Linked DNA regions of Mus musculus: regions 1 and 2 are each linked to region 3. A link is a contact called in public HiChIP or PLAC-seq and promoter capture Hi-C data. All regions are on one chromosome and are shown on one strand. The core of a region is the stretch at or near the end of the contact, and the rest is flanking DNA. Distances in the headings are between cores, read along the strand shown.

The links. Promoter capture Hi-C pulls out the DNA fragments that hold promoters and counts their contacts. HiChIP or PLAC-seq counts read pairs in DNA pulled down with a chosen protein or histone mark.
Region 1: a promoter capture Hi-C map of pre-B cells shows a contact between it and region 3, with 4 times the contacts expected there. The contact joins the enhancer-like site here to the promoter of Pxdc1 in region 3. A contact is called at or near these places in 10 of 39 promoter capture datasets (3T3-L1-derived adipocytes, the C10 cell line, the HPC-7 cell line and 7 more) and 1 of 115 datasets of contacts at active chromatin or transcription factors (stem cell-derived neural progenitor cells).
Region 2: a contact with region 3 is called in an H3K4me3 HiChIP or PLAC-seq map of embryonic stem cells, with 4 times the contacts expected there. The contact joins the enhancer-like site here to the promoter of Pxdc1 in region 3. A contact is called at or near these places in 3 of 39 promoter capture datasets (hippocampal neurons, pre-B cells and stem cell-derived epiblast-like cells), 2 of 115 datasets of contacts at active chromatin or transcription factors (embryonic stem cells and forebrain) and 1 of 9 other capture datasets (liver).

The regions. Positions count from the first base shown.
Region 1 is chr13:35,804,094-35,807,833 of GRCm38.p6, reverse strand. All of the region lies in intron 4 of Cdyl (chromodomain protein, Y chromosome-like), which reads right to left. Among named protein-coding and RNA genes, the nearest start is that of Rpp40, 100 kb to the left of the region's middle. Within about 2 kb of position 2,088, at least 29 of the 459 cell types and tissues checked have an H3K27ac peak or open chromatin away from gene starts, as enhancers often do.
Region 2 is chr13:35,850,139-35,854,014 of GRCm38.p6, reverse strand. All of the region lies in intron 5 of Cdyl (chromodomain protein, Y chromosome-like), which reads right to left. Among named protein-coding and RNA genes, the nearest start is that of Rpp40, 54 kb to the left of the region's middle. Within about 2 kb of position 1,309, at least 18 of the 459 cell types and tissues checked have an H3K27ac peak or open chromatin away from gene starts, as enhancers often do. A contact at or near this core is called in embryonic stem cells, where this site is marked.
Region 3 is chr13:34,651,074-34,654,751 of GRCm38.p6, reverse strand. Pxdc1 (PX domain containing 1) reads left to right here and starts at 2,071. Exons shown (of 5, transcript NM_025831.3): 1 at 2,071-2,572. The coding sequence starts at 2,317. Gm15908 (predicted gene 15908) reads right to left here and starts at 1,829. Exons shown (of 4, transcript NR_105041.1): 1 at 1,524-1,829.

The sequences.
Region 1 (3,740 bases), core at 839-3,338, 1.2 Mb before region 3:
TGGCTTAACAACTGTACTGCTTAACATGTTTTACAGGCTTGGTCTCCTAGTACAAGATAACTAAGAGTGACACTTGAAGGGGACACTGGGAACTCCAGCCCATATGTGTCTCTGTTTCCAGGATATGGTGAGATAAGCGGCTTCCTCCACTCCCCGCTCCTATCATGGTAGGCTGCTGGCTGCTGGAGCCAAGAAACCATGGGCTGAAATCTCTGAAACTCCTAGCCCAAATACATTTCTTGTAAATTGACTTATGTTAGGTGCTTGTTAGAGCAAAGGACAGCTACTGATTCAACCAAACCTTGTATGCTGGGCAGTGAAAAGCTACATGGTAGAACTCGTTTGAACAAAGATGCTAGACAAAGTTTGTGTGTGGCGGAGGCGATGAAAGGAACACAGTGAATTTCATGGATGACAACGGTCCCGGTGTCTAGCAGACAGTAGTTATACAAGTGCATACGTCTGTTAAGATTCTATACACCTGAGAGCTATGCATCTTCTACTCGACCTCACACAGCCTACATAACAGAAGACCATCTACGCGGCTCTTGGCATAAAAAGAACCTCTGACTAACAGTACCAAATACTGCCACCAGGGGTACAGTGGCCCACAGCTACACAACAGTTTCTTATGAGGAACCCAGCATAATAGTTCCCAAGGCCTAAGCGGTGGTGAAGCACATAGCCATTCCCAATGCCAACACTGAACACATGTGCATGTGCACAAAACAGAGGCACCACAAAGTCAGGCAGAGATGCTGTGCATAAGAAGATTGAGACTGCATAACTTTCTCTTCCACATCAGTACAGCCAGCACTACAAACAGAGTGGGACAAATTCTAAGCGACCCATAAAGAAAAACGAAGCACCAGTAAACACAAATATCATCTCATCTCACCCGAGTGTAAGGCTTACCAGGCTGTGAGGAAGCTCTTGGGAGGCCAAGTGTGGATTTCACAGAGCGCCCCAACCTTACAGTGAGCATGGGGGGTTTAAAGCTGTCTACTTACTAGTTGGGAACGCAGCTAAGGGATTCCAAGGAAGGAATTGGAGATAACCACACATGTTCACGCTAGGCAGGCGGAGAGCAGGAGAGCCAGTGGGCAGGTGAGAGGAAGACTCCATGGCTGTGCTACATGTGGCTGCATCCCCTGCCTATGTGCCCGGGCATTCAACCATCTTGAACCATCTTAAAGCCCAGCACACTATGCCTCGTGTTACTACCTTCATTATTGCATTCACCCGGTTTATTCTTAATGCAGGTTGGCAGAAGTAAGGCTGCTGCACTTCACATGTTTTCCAAAGTGTTACATATTAAGCTAACTTCCAGAACAAAGACAAAGGAGAAAGGCTGTTGCTTAGGTTATTAGCATGTGTGAATTTCCACCCATCCCGACTACCGCACAGCACAGTGATGGCCTGATCTACTTCTCCCCTGTCCTGTGGGCACTAGACGCACAGCAGTGAGATCACAGCGCATACGTGAGTGTGTACAAGGCCACTCTGCCTCAATGAGATCAAAAGTTCTCTATGAATAAAAAGATGAAACGGATCTTTCTCGCTGGAAGTTCTGACACTTGTTACATTATCCACCCATTTTTGAATCAATCAAACTCAAGCTGTCAGACTTGGCAGCAAATGAGTTTATCTACCTAACTGTCTTGCCAGCCCCGATTCACTTTCTTCTTAAGAGGTTTACCCAAATCAAAATAAATTAAAAACATTAAGGGAAATGCTGCTGAAAAAAAGACAAGGCTAATAAGCCACATTCCCAGGTTTGTCTATCTTTCTCTCTCTCCTCCTCCCCCTTCCCCCTCTCTCCTGAATACGTGCAGAATAGCATCTGGTACAAATTAACGTGTGTGTGTGTGTCTGCTGCTTTTATACTCCACAAATTACAAACTGAACCAAGCCTTCATGTGTGTGCTGAATACACAGGGTGAATCAGAACCACTTCACACAATGCCACAACTGCAAACACAACCATGCACTCACTTCACAACTGTGTCCTCTTCAGCTGCCTCACAACAGCAGACAGCGTTGCTGTTTCTCTCAGGCCACACAGACCAAACATGCTAAATGGAAAGCTTGAAAAAGTCACATAAAGGAATTTCTGTTGTGTGTCTGAATGACTGGTACTATGCTGTACAGCCTAGCTTTATTAAATGGAGAGACAAAGATGGAACTGTAGAGGGGCTAAAAATAACTAGAAATTCTGAGGCTGGGAATTTTTTGTCTGGCTCTATTTTCATAACACCACAGAAAAGTTAAAAACTACAGTTTATCTGAATTTATCTTAAATTTTAAAAATTTTGCCAAAACACTCACTTTAAAACTCATGTTCCATGAGCAAAACACTCAGCCCTGTAATGACTTGACTATAAAGGCTCTGGCCAGGCTCGTGTGTTTGAACCAGCGGGTGGAGGTTAGAAGTGGTCTGGGAACCTTTAGAAGGGCTTAGCTGGAGAAGCTGGTGGCTGAGGAGTGTGGGCTCATACCTGTCACCTACTTCCTGAGCGGCAGAGCTGTCAGCAAAGCTCCCTTGGCCACAAAAGTAGCTCCCAGCCCTGCCTCCCTGTCATGACTGACTGTGCTCCCTCCGCTGTGACAGTGAGCAACTCCTGGCTTTGAGACCCTGTCACGACTGTGTTCTCTTAAACTGTGAGCCCCAATGAATCTCCTCTTCTAAGCTGCTTTAGCTACATATTTTACAGCAAAAAGAAAAGCAAAGAACATAATACAAACCCCAAAGCATGTCAAAACTAAACTAAATACAGAATATATCAGGCACAAGATAGGCTCTTCACAGAAGAAACATTTGTACATCTCACCCACTGGGTTTAATTAAAAATGTTCTCAATTATAAGCTGTTACTCTGTTGTTAGAAACCCAGCCTTCTGCTAACAGAGCTCATCCATCAGAGGAATAAAACTCAACCCTGTATGAAATATAACAAGGCTGTTCTACAGCCCACAAAACACAACTCAAACCCTAAGTGGACACTTGCATGCACATGGAAGTCTACTGGCAGACAAGGCTGTTTAGGAGGCAGGGTGACTTGACTACATCGACAGAAATCGTGGTGGCGCACACCTTTAGTCCCAGCTCTCGGGAGGCAGAGGCAGGCAGATTTCTGAGTTGAAGGCCAGCCTGGTCTACAAAGTGAGTTCCATGACAGCCAGGTCTACACAGAGAAACTCTTGTCTCGAAAATCCAAAAAACCAACCAACCAACCAAACAAAAAACAAAAACAAAAAAACCCCAAAACAACAACAACAACAAAAAACCCATCTTGTAGCATCAGTATCTCAAAGCAGACTCCTATCGTGATGCCTCTACAGAGCTCAAAGGTCTGCTCTGTGTACTCACTGGCAGACGCCTCTCTTCACATGTCTGTGTGTTCTTCCAGTCAGTTACTGCCCATTTCCACTCTTATTCCCTAAGTAAAGTCAGTTTTTACGAATATATATTCCTTAATCTACCATTGTGTGCTTGACTAAGTATACAAAGCCCTGAAATATTCTCCCCCAAAACCTAGTACAAAGGACTTACCAACTTACTCCTCCACACGCCTGAAGCCTCGAAGCTCTAATGTGGCCTGGCATTCTTAATCATCCCCTCTTGAAGCCACTTGTTTTGGGGATGCTACTCTCTCGGTTCCCACTGCCACTCCCTCCCTGTCAGTAACCCTGACTGCGTCTCCCTTCCTGTTCTCTCTTCTCTAAATGTGTCAAGTCTGC
Region 2 (3,876 bases), core at 60-2,559, 1.2 Mb before region 3:
ACAGCTACTGTGCATGAAGGCCCTGCTGATTCCAGAGTCTGAGAACCCGCATGAGGCACATAGCTATGCATTATTTAGATAGGAAGTGCTGCTCATGTAAGACTGAGCTTTGGCATCCCCTGCCTATCCTGACTGCCTATAGCATTTGTGCATTTCTGCATCACTGGGACAGTCAAGCCATGTGCTCTTCTTGAGCCCATCCGGGTTTGTCTCACTTCCTTACCTGCCCTAGATAACAATAGGGTGTTTCTATACCCTCTTTACCAGTCCACTTTAGATCCTGAGTAATATATGCAGAGATCTGGTATTATTATTAACAAGCTGACGACCTGAGCTATTATAACCCGCTAAGCTATTTATCCCAGCCCCCCGCCCCTTGTTACCTGCAGTTTGATTCTTGCACTGGTCTGCTGTTCCAGGTGTGTCTTCCTGGCAAATCCCGTGGCAAACACATTTTCTGGGTCCTATGCCCTCTCTTTTCTTTCTCTCTCCTCTCCCTTGGACCCTCCCATTTGAATCTGAAGTCTCATCCTATTTTCTTCCATGCAGCTAATTGGCTGATCAGCTCTTTATTGACCAATCATAAGGTGATGGAGAAGAAGTTTAGAAAACCCCAGGACAGGCAGTGCCTCATAAAAATAACAATACCAAAGTCCAGCCTGTACTCTACTTTCTTCCAGATGGAAATCAGCATTAGAGTAATAACAAAGACAGCCTTTATACAGGGCACAAAAAAGGTTATCCCTAGTCCTTCAAATGGCTAAAAGTTCTGGTCTTCAGGAAGTCATGCCAAGTTTTTCCATGAACCCACCTTGTGCTGGTCCCTCACCATCACCACCTGTACTCCCTTTATAGAGTCCCTAAAAGTTGTTTTTCTCAGCACACTTTCACATTTATTTACTAATGGCATATTCCAGAAGGCCTGTGAGGGTGGGGTCATGTTTCATTCACTCCTATTCACAACACTCCAAGGGCCTTCGCCTATTCAACAGTTATTCACAAAGCTAACCCAGAGGCAGCAGCAGTTCAACATCCTGGGGCAGAACTACTGTGTAACAAAGTCCTCCACATTGCAACACTCTAGGGGGCACCCAAGAAACCAGGAAGAAAGCAAACTTCCTAGGTTGCAGACCACTCCCCAACCCTTTAAGTCCTATAGGGCCCCTCTAAAGGTGAAGTATGCAATAGCAAGTGCCAGAGAGAGGGGGAGAGAGGGGACACCGAGCTGTGGGGCTGCCTCAGGCAGTGCAGTAAACTCCAGGAACATGGCTTTGGGTGATGCAGCTGCCCCTGTAACAACCCCCGTAGACTTCCTTAGCCAGACAGGAAACCTCTTGCCAGTGCTCCTTGTTCACTGCTCCACAGTACAATCACACAACTGTAATTTCCTGCTGGTGACTGGACCCAGGAAGAACTATTCTTCACACCATAAACAGATCATCCAGTGACATCCTTGATGATGTGAGCCGTAAGCCAAACAAACCCTCTCTTCTCCAAAATGCTGCTGGTTACGGTGCTCATCACGACAGAAACCAACCAGGACAAAGAAGTTGCCAAAAATGTTTCTTATTATGCCCATTTCTAAGACAAACCTAGAAGAGTAAATAGTTGTATTTTCAAAAAAGTGAGTTTTTTTTTTTTAAAGTGAGTTTTAAGATTGGAAAATCTGTTCAAAAAACAAAACTCCCCAAAACCCAAGTCACGCCTCCGAGGCTCAGGATGATGCACATGCTCCTATGAAGAAGACCTCAACGTTTTCTATGTCAGGCAAGTCGGAAACCTATGGACCCAGGACATTTAACAAAGATCAGTCAGGATGCATGTGCATCACGTGTGCATACACAGACACGGGCGAACCATGATTCTCACAACCTGGGGCTGTGAGACACATTCTACTTACCTTCAGAACTCCAGGGAAGAGAAAATGGAATGGCACTCTTAACTAAAGCAGAAAATAGTAACCACTTGGACTCATTATAAGACAAATATCCCACCTCTCCCTTATTTCCATATCGACAACAAAAATGAATAAAAATCATTTAGAATATACTGGAAATATCTTCAAAACGAGTACTGTTTGAGAAAATACTATTTCTCAAGATGAAACAATCTCTCAGCAGAAATAAGGCAAACCATAAACAAGAAAGGACAACCGCCGCAGCAGCTACCTTAGAAGCATGTCTGCTTAAATCAGTGTCCTATGGCTGTAGCAACACAGAGCAGATGCTGGGCCAGCAGGACAGTGCCAGCCTAGCACGCATGAGGCCTGGACTTCACTCTCACAGAAAGGTTGATTTTATTGCATGGTTATGGAGGTTTTAAGTCCATGATCAACTGGTCCCATGTCTGGGGGCTGTGGCAGGGCAGCGCACCAAGGTGAGAACACACGGGGCAGGCAGTGTTCACTTCACAGTCAGGAAGCAAAAGGGGAAAGCAAGAGATGAGATTCCCATGCATCTTGAAAGCATAATACCAATGGCCTTGACCTGGTAGGCCTGGGTCCTACAGGTCCCAGCAGCCCTGACCTCAACACATGGAGGCGGGAGGAGGGACAGACACTCACTTGTGGCACTATAATCCTGTTTCATTAACAGTTGTGTAAGGGCAAGAAAAACAAATACATATTTCACATTCTAGTTAATAGTTAGAAAATACCCATGAATAAGGCCAAGGATGGTGGCACATGCCTTTAATCATAGTATTCCAGGGTCAAAGATATAGACATGTCTTTGTGAGTTCTAGGCAGCGAGACCCTGTCTCAAAAACAAAACAACCAGGATAAATAGATGCCATCAAAATTTTGTCAAAGATTATTACAAAAGAAAAAAATAAAAATAGAACCATGATTCTTGAAAACACCAAACACTTTTAAAACATCTTCCAATTTAAGTTCTAGTAGACTTCATCAATATTTCTAATAAAGATTTAACAGGAAGACACACTATATTTTTTCAGCGAAATTAAATGTGCCTTACTAGTTACATAAGACTACACAGAGTACATGAGTTCTGGTAGAAGACAATGATAACAGTTTAGATCAGGAAACACAGGAACCAGTTAGACTGCCCTGGACCATGCAAGAAATGTGAATAAAAAGGGTTTGGGGGCCAGAGAGATGGCCCAGTGGTTAAGAGCACTGAGCTGCTCTTCCAGAGGTCCTGAGTTCAAATCCCAGCAACCACAGGGTAGCTTACAACCATCTGTAATGAGATCTGATGCCCTCTTCTGGTGTGTCTGAAGACAGCTACAGTGTACTTATACATAATAAATAAATAAATAAATCTTAAAAAAAAGTTTGATTGTTTTCCTAAAAACAGCTGTATTTAATGAAAAATAATGCAACATGATTTCTGTGGAAAAGAACATTAAAGGACAGAAAACTCAGGTACACTCAGGACTTCATGTTACTACTGTGCTGACATGGAAGCATGAATGTGACACCTTAGGTGCGAAGATGGAAATGGACCACTCAATCACACAGACACACAGTCACCGACACAGGAGACGTGCTGCAAACTCAAAACTAAGGGATAAAAACACCAAGTATAAAAGTGATCGTGTGGGCAGAAAAATGAACTACCATTTCTACCTTTCCAGTAGCAAAGGCTTGAACGTAGCAATAAAGTTGGGGCAGATAAAAGCACATTTCTGAGCAGCACTGTAAGATGGCCTATCAACTTGTCCCAAAATTCCACCTTTATAGAGGTCTACTCTGAGGAAAAGGAATAGAAACGACATAAGGTCTTGTACTTTACACACACAATGTATTTAAATATATCTACTTTTAAAATGGAAAAGTGATTATGGATACATGCATACATACATACATGATACATGATATCCTATGGCTGCATTTCTAAAAATCTCACCAAATAC
Region 3 (3,678 bases), core at 822-3,321:
TACCCACTCCCCTCTGTATGAGCATCTATGCACTGGCAAACAGTAACCACACGTCTCTTAGCATGCACACGTACTAGTACTTTCTAGAATTGGGAAACACACTCCCTGGAGGAATTATTGGGCCATAAGTTATACATATTTTTAGTTTTATCCAAGTCCTGCTAGCTGCCTACCAAGGGCTTGTTTCAATGGAAACATCATTATCAATATCTAAAAGTCCACACTTCCCTTAGAAGCAAACACTTTTGCTCCTGTCAAGTTCATCCAATTTTCAAAGTTTAGGTCTCAAATGTTTCGGGGAATGCACATATTCCAGAAATTATTCTACTTATTCATCAAGTGGGAAAATTTAAGATATGAAAAAAAGATGATTCAAAGACCATTTCAGAGTGGCACATGCCTCCAAACTCAGCACTCCAGAGACTAAGGCAGAAGGATCAGTGGTTTGAGTCAGCCTGGGCTACAAAGTGAGATCTTATATCACAGAGAATAGGGACTTGGTGTTTATTCTTGTTCTGAGGTGTGTGTGTGTGTGTGTGTGTGTGTGTGTGTGTGTTAACCTGGAAAGCACTGTGGTATCCCAGGTTGGCCTCCAGCTTTAAAAGGTCTTCCTGTCCCTGCCTGGGCTACTTGAATTACATACGTGAGGCACTCCAGACCCCTATCATCTTTTTTTTTTAAAGTAGTAAAATGAAGTTTCTAGGCTGTATAGAAAAGTGATTAATGAATGATCTAAGCGGCATAAAAGATAGCGTGTTCTAACCAGTGACTTCCCAACAGTGACTGCTTTTACTCTGCCATCTCGTTTTACTTCCAGATCTCTTGAAGCAACTTCTATTAATAAGAAAACACTTTCTTCAGCGCCCAGGAATGACAGACTCAAAGTGGTGGCTAGCCTCACAGAGCTAGGCCACTCGAGCAGCAGCGAACTGAACTGGAGACTTGGTTGTTCCCACCCAGCAAACTCTACCCTAAAGATGGGGTGCTTAAAAAAGTGTATTTCTGGGGGGTCCTGGGGATGATGCTGTGATAGGAGACAGCTTCAGAAGGGACATGGCTCCAGGCAGTAGTGGGGATTGGCATAGGCGTGCCTGAGCAGAACTTTTTGGTAAATAGGAGGACTGATTTCTGCAGTGACACGAGCGATCTAAGTACCCGCCCCCTGCCGGGGATGACCGGTCAACGGAAATCAGGGTCAGTGAGGTCCAGAGAAGGAATACCTGTTGCCTAACGTCTTTGTTCACTGACTATTTAGAAGCGTATAAAAAGCATAGTCTTTCTCCCAGGTTGTAGGTAGAAGAATGTCTGGAACCAAGCTACAATTCTTAATGCTAGACACTGTTTTTCAATTGGGAGCCATGCGGTACATTCCTTCTCTGTGGGTCGTTCTGCCAAGGGGGACTTCCTAAGCTCCTCCTGAGTTGCTCTCTCCGGGGAGACCCCGGTCTCCTACAATTCTGTCCCATATTCTTTTGGCGGACAACCCTCCTGGGGATCCTCTTCTAAGAACCACACGGTCTTGCCTTCTGGTCTGTCTGTCCCGCCTCGTCCCGGGCCTCCGTCAAGCTAAGGCACGACCGGAATGCGCGGGAGGACCCGGGGCGGAGTCGCCGGTAACCGATGGGACACGGGGCGGGTCAGCCCGAGTCCCGGCCCAGACCAGGCGAGTCAAGGGCGGCGCGGGGACCAGCACCAGTCCCTCTGCCCGGATTCCCGCTTGGTCTGAGCCCGCGTCCCCGCCCCATGCGGCGCCGCCCCGGGACTCTGGACTCCAGCGACGTGTCGATCCCACCCCCGTGTGGGCCTGGCAGAGTGCTCAACTCGGGGCTGGAGAATCCCGAGGATCCAGAGTGGGAACGAGGAGAAAGTCGCCTTGCGCGCGGGGAGAGCGCAGGACCAGCCTCGCCTAGCAGTTGGCAGACCAGGGAGGAGGCGATTTGCGTGCAGCTCTGGGCCGGGACCGCCCGCGGCGGGTCAGCGGGAGGCAGGAGGGAGGCGCCGCAGCCGGGACTCGACGTCGCCGCCCGCGATGGGAAGTGCCTTATAAAGCCGCAGCCCGTTCAGTCCCACAGACTCCTGGCGGCGCCGCCCTGAGCGCGCGGGCCACACGTAGCCGCCCCAGAGTGAGCGCAGAGCTGCGGCGTATTCGCGGGGCACCAACTTCTCCCCCACGGGGACTCTTAACCGCCGTTGCGGGAATCGAGCGCGTCCCACGGAGAACCCCTGATCGCCCCTGCCAGGACTCACTCTGCCCAGGCGGACCCCAGGCGGGGGCCGAGGGCGCCCCCGGCGGCAGGGGCATGCGCCGCCCGCGGCATGGCCTCGGCGGTGTTTGAGGGCACGTCGCTCGTGAACATGTTCGTGCGCGGTTGCTGGGTGAACGGGATCCGCAGGCTCATCGTCAGCAGGCGCGGCGATGAGGAGGAGTTCTTCGAAATCCGCACCGAGTGGTCGGACCGCAGCGTGCTCTACCTGCACCGCAGCTTCGCCGACCTGGGCCGCCTGTGCAAGCGCCTCCGCGATGCCTTCCCCGAGGACCGGTCTGAGCTGGCGCGCACGCCGCTGCGGCAAGGTGCGGGGCTGCGGGACTGGGGGCACCGGGGGATGCGGGGAGATGCGGTTTTCGGGAGGGGCTTTGTGGGGGAGGAACTTAGTGAGGAGCTCATCCAAGTGCGATGAAGTCCGCGGGAAGAGTTACTTAAAACTCTACTATTCGGCACCTGACGGAGGACATCCTAGACCCCGGCTTTCCTGAATGGTCGTTCAGAAAGGGCTGGGAACCGGCACGGAGTCTGGGGCGCACACTCTTGGAGGATAAATGAGATGGCTGGGGAAAGGGACAAGGTCAGCAGGACTCTCGCCTGACTGTCCCAAAGAACGAGCCTCTAGTGAAGAAGCGGAGGCGACATCCAGAGCTGACAGCTACTGGGTCCCAGCTGCTGTGGAGAACCAGTAGAGGCTGGAATGGGTTTGCTGGAAAGGGTAGAGACCGTTATAGAGTATCGAAACTGGGGTGATCGCAGCAGGTATGATCGCTGCTCAGGTCCTGCCCAGTAGAGGCCCCATCTGTATTCTGCCCCGGGGACAGCTGAGCCTGAAAGCGAGGTGCCACGCAGCAATCTTTTCCACCTCTCCTAGGAGGAGGCCGCCCCGCCTGGATCTGTCCGGCCAACCCAGGGTCCCCACCCCTGAGCCGGGTCCGCATTCGGATTTGATTAGCCATGGCCGCCTCCTCTCAGGCCGTGTGACGGTCCTGGTTGGCTGTGACTGTTGTTTTTCTCAAACAGCAGTGGCTTCCCCTTTGCTTCCTAAGGACAGCAAAAGGACTGGAAGAGTGGAGGAAACTGGAGAGAGACCTTGATAGAGACGGGGGAGGGGGGAAGAATAAAATGTGAGGCAAAGAGCCGGGTAAGCGGTAGGGCAGGAGGGATCAATATAGCTTCTGAGCAGACTTCCCCCCAGTACGTGGCCTCCCGGGGCTCTGAGACCCTTGGACCCAAGTCCTCAAAGCAGTCATCCTGTGACAGCTTGGGGCAAAGTTACTCAAGGTTAGCCAGTACGCATTTCCTTGGCCGCCTGTCTGGCTAAGGTCTTGAGATAACCTCCGTTTCCCTCTGGTGATAGGTTCCACCAATGTGTGGCTTATGTGGATAATTAGCTCCATTCTCATGACACATC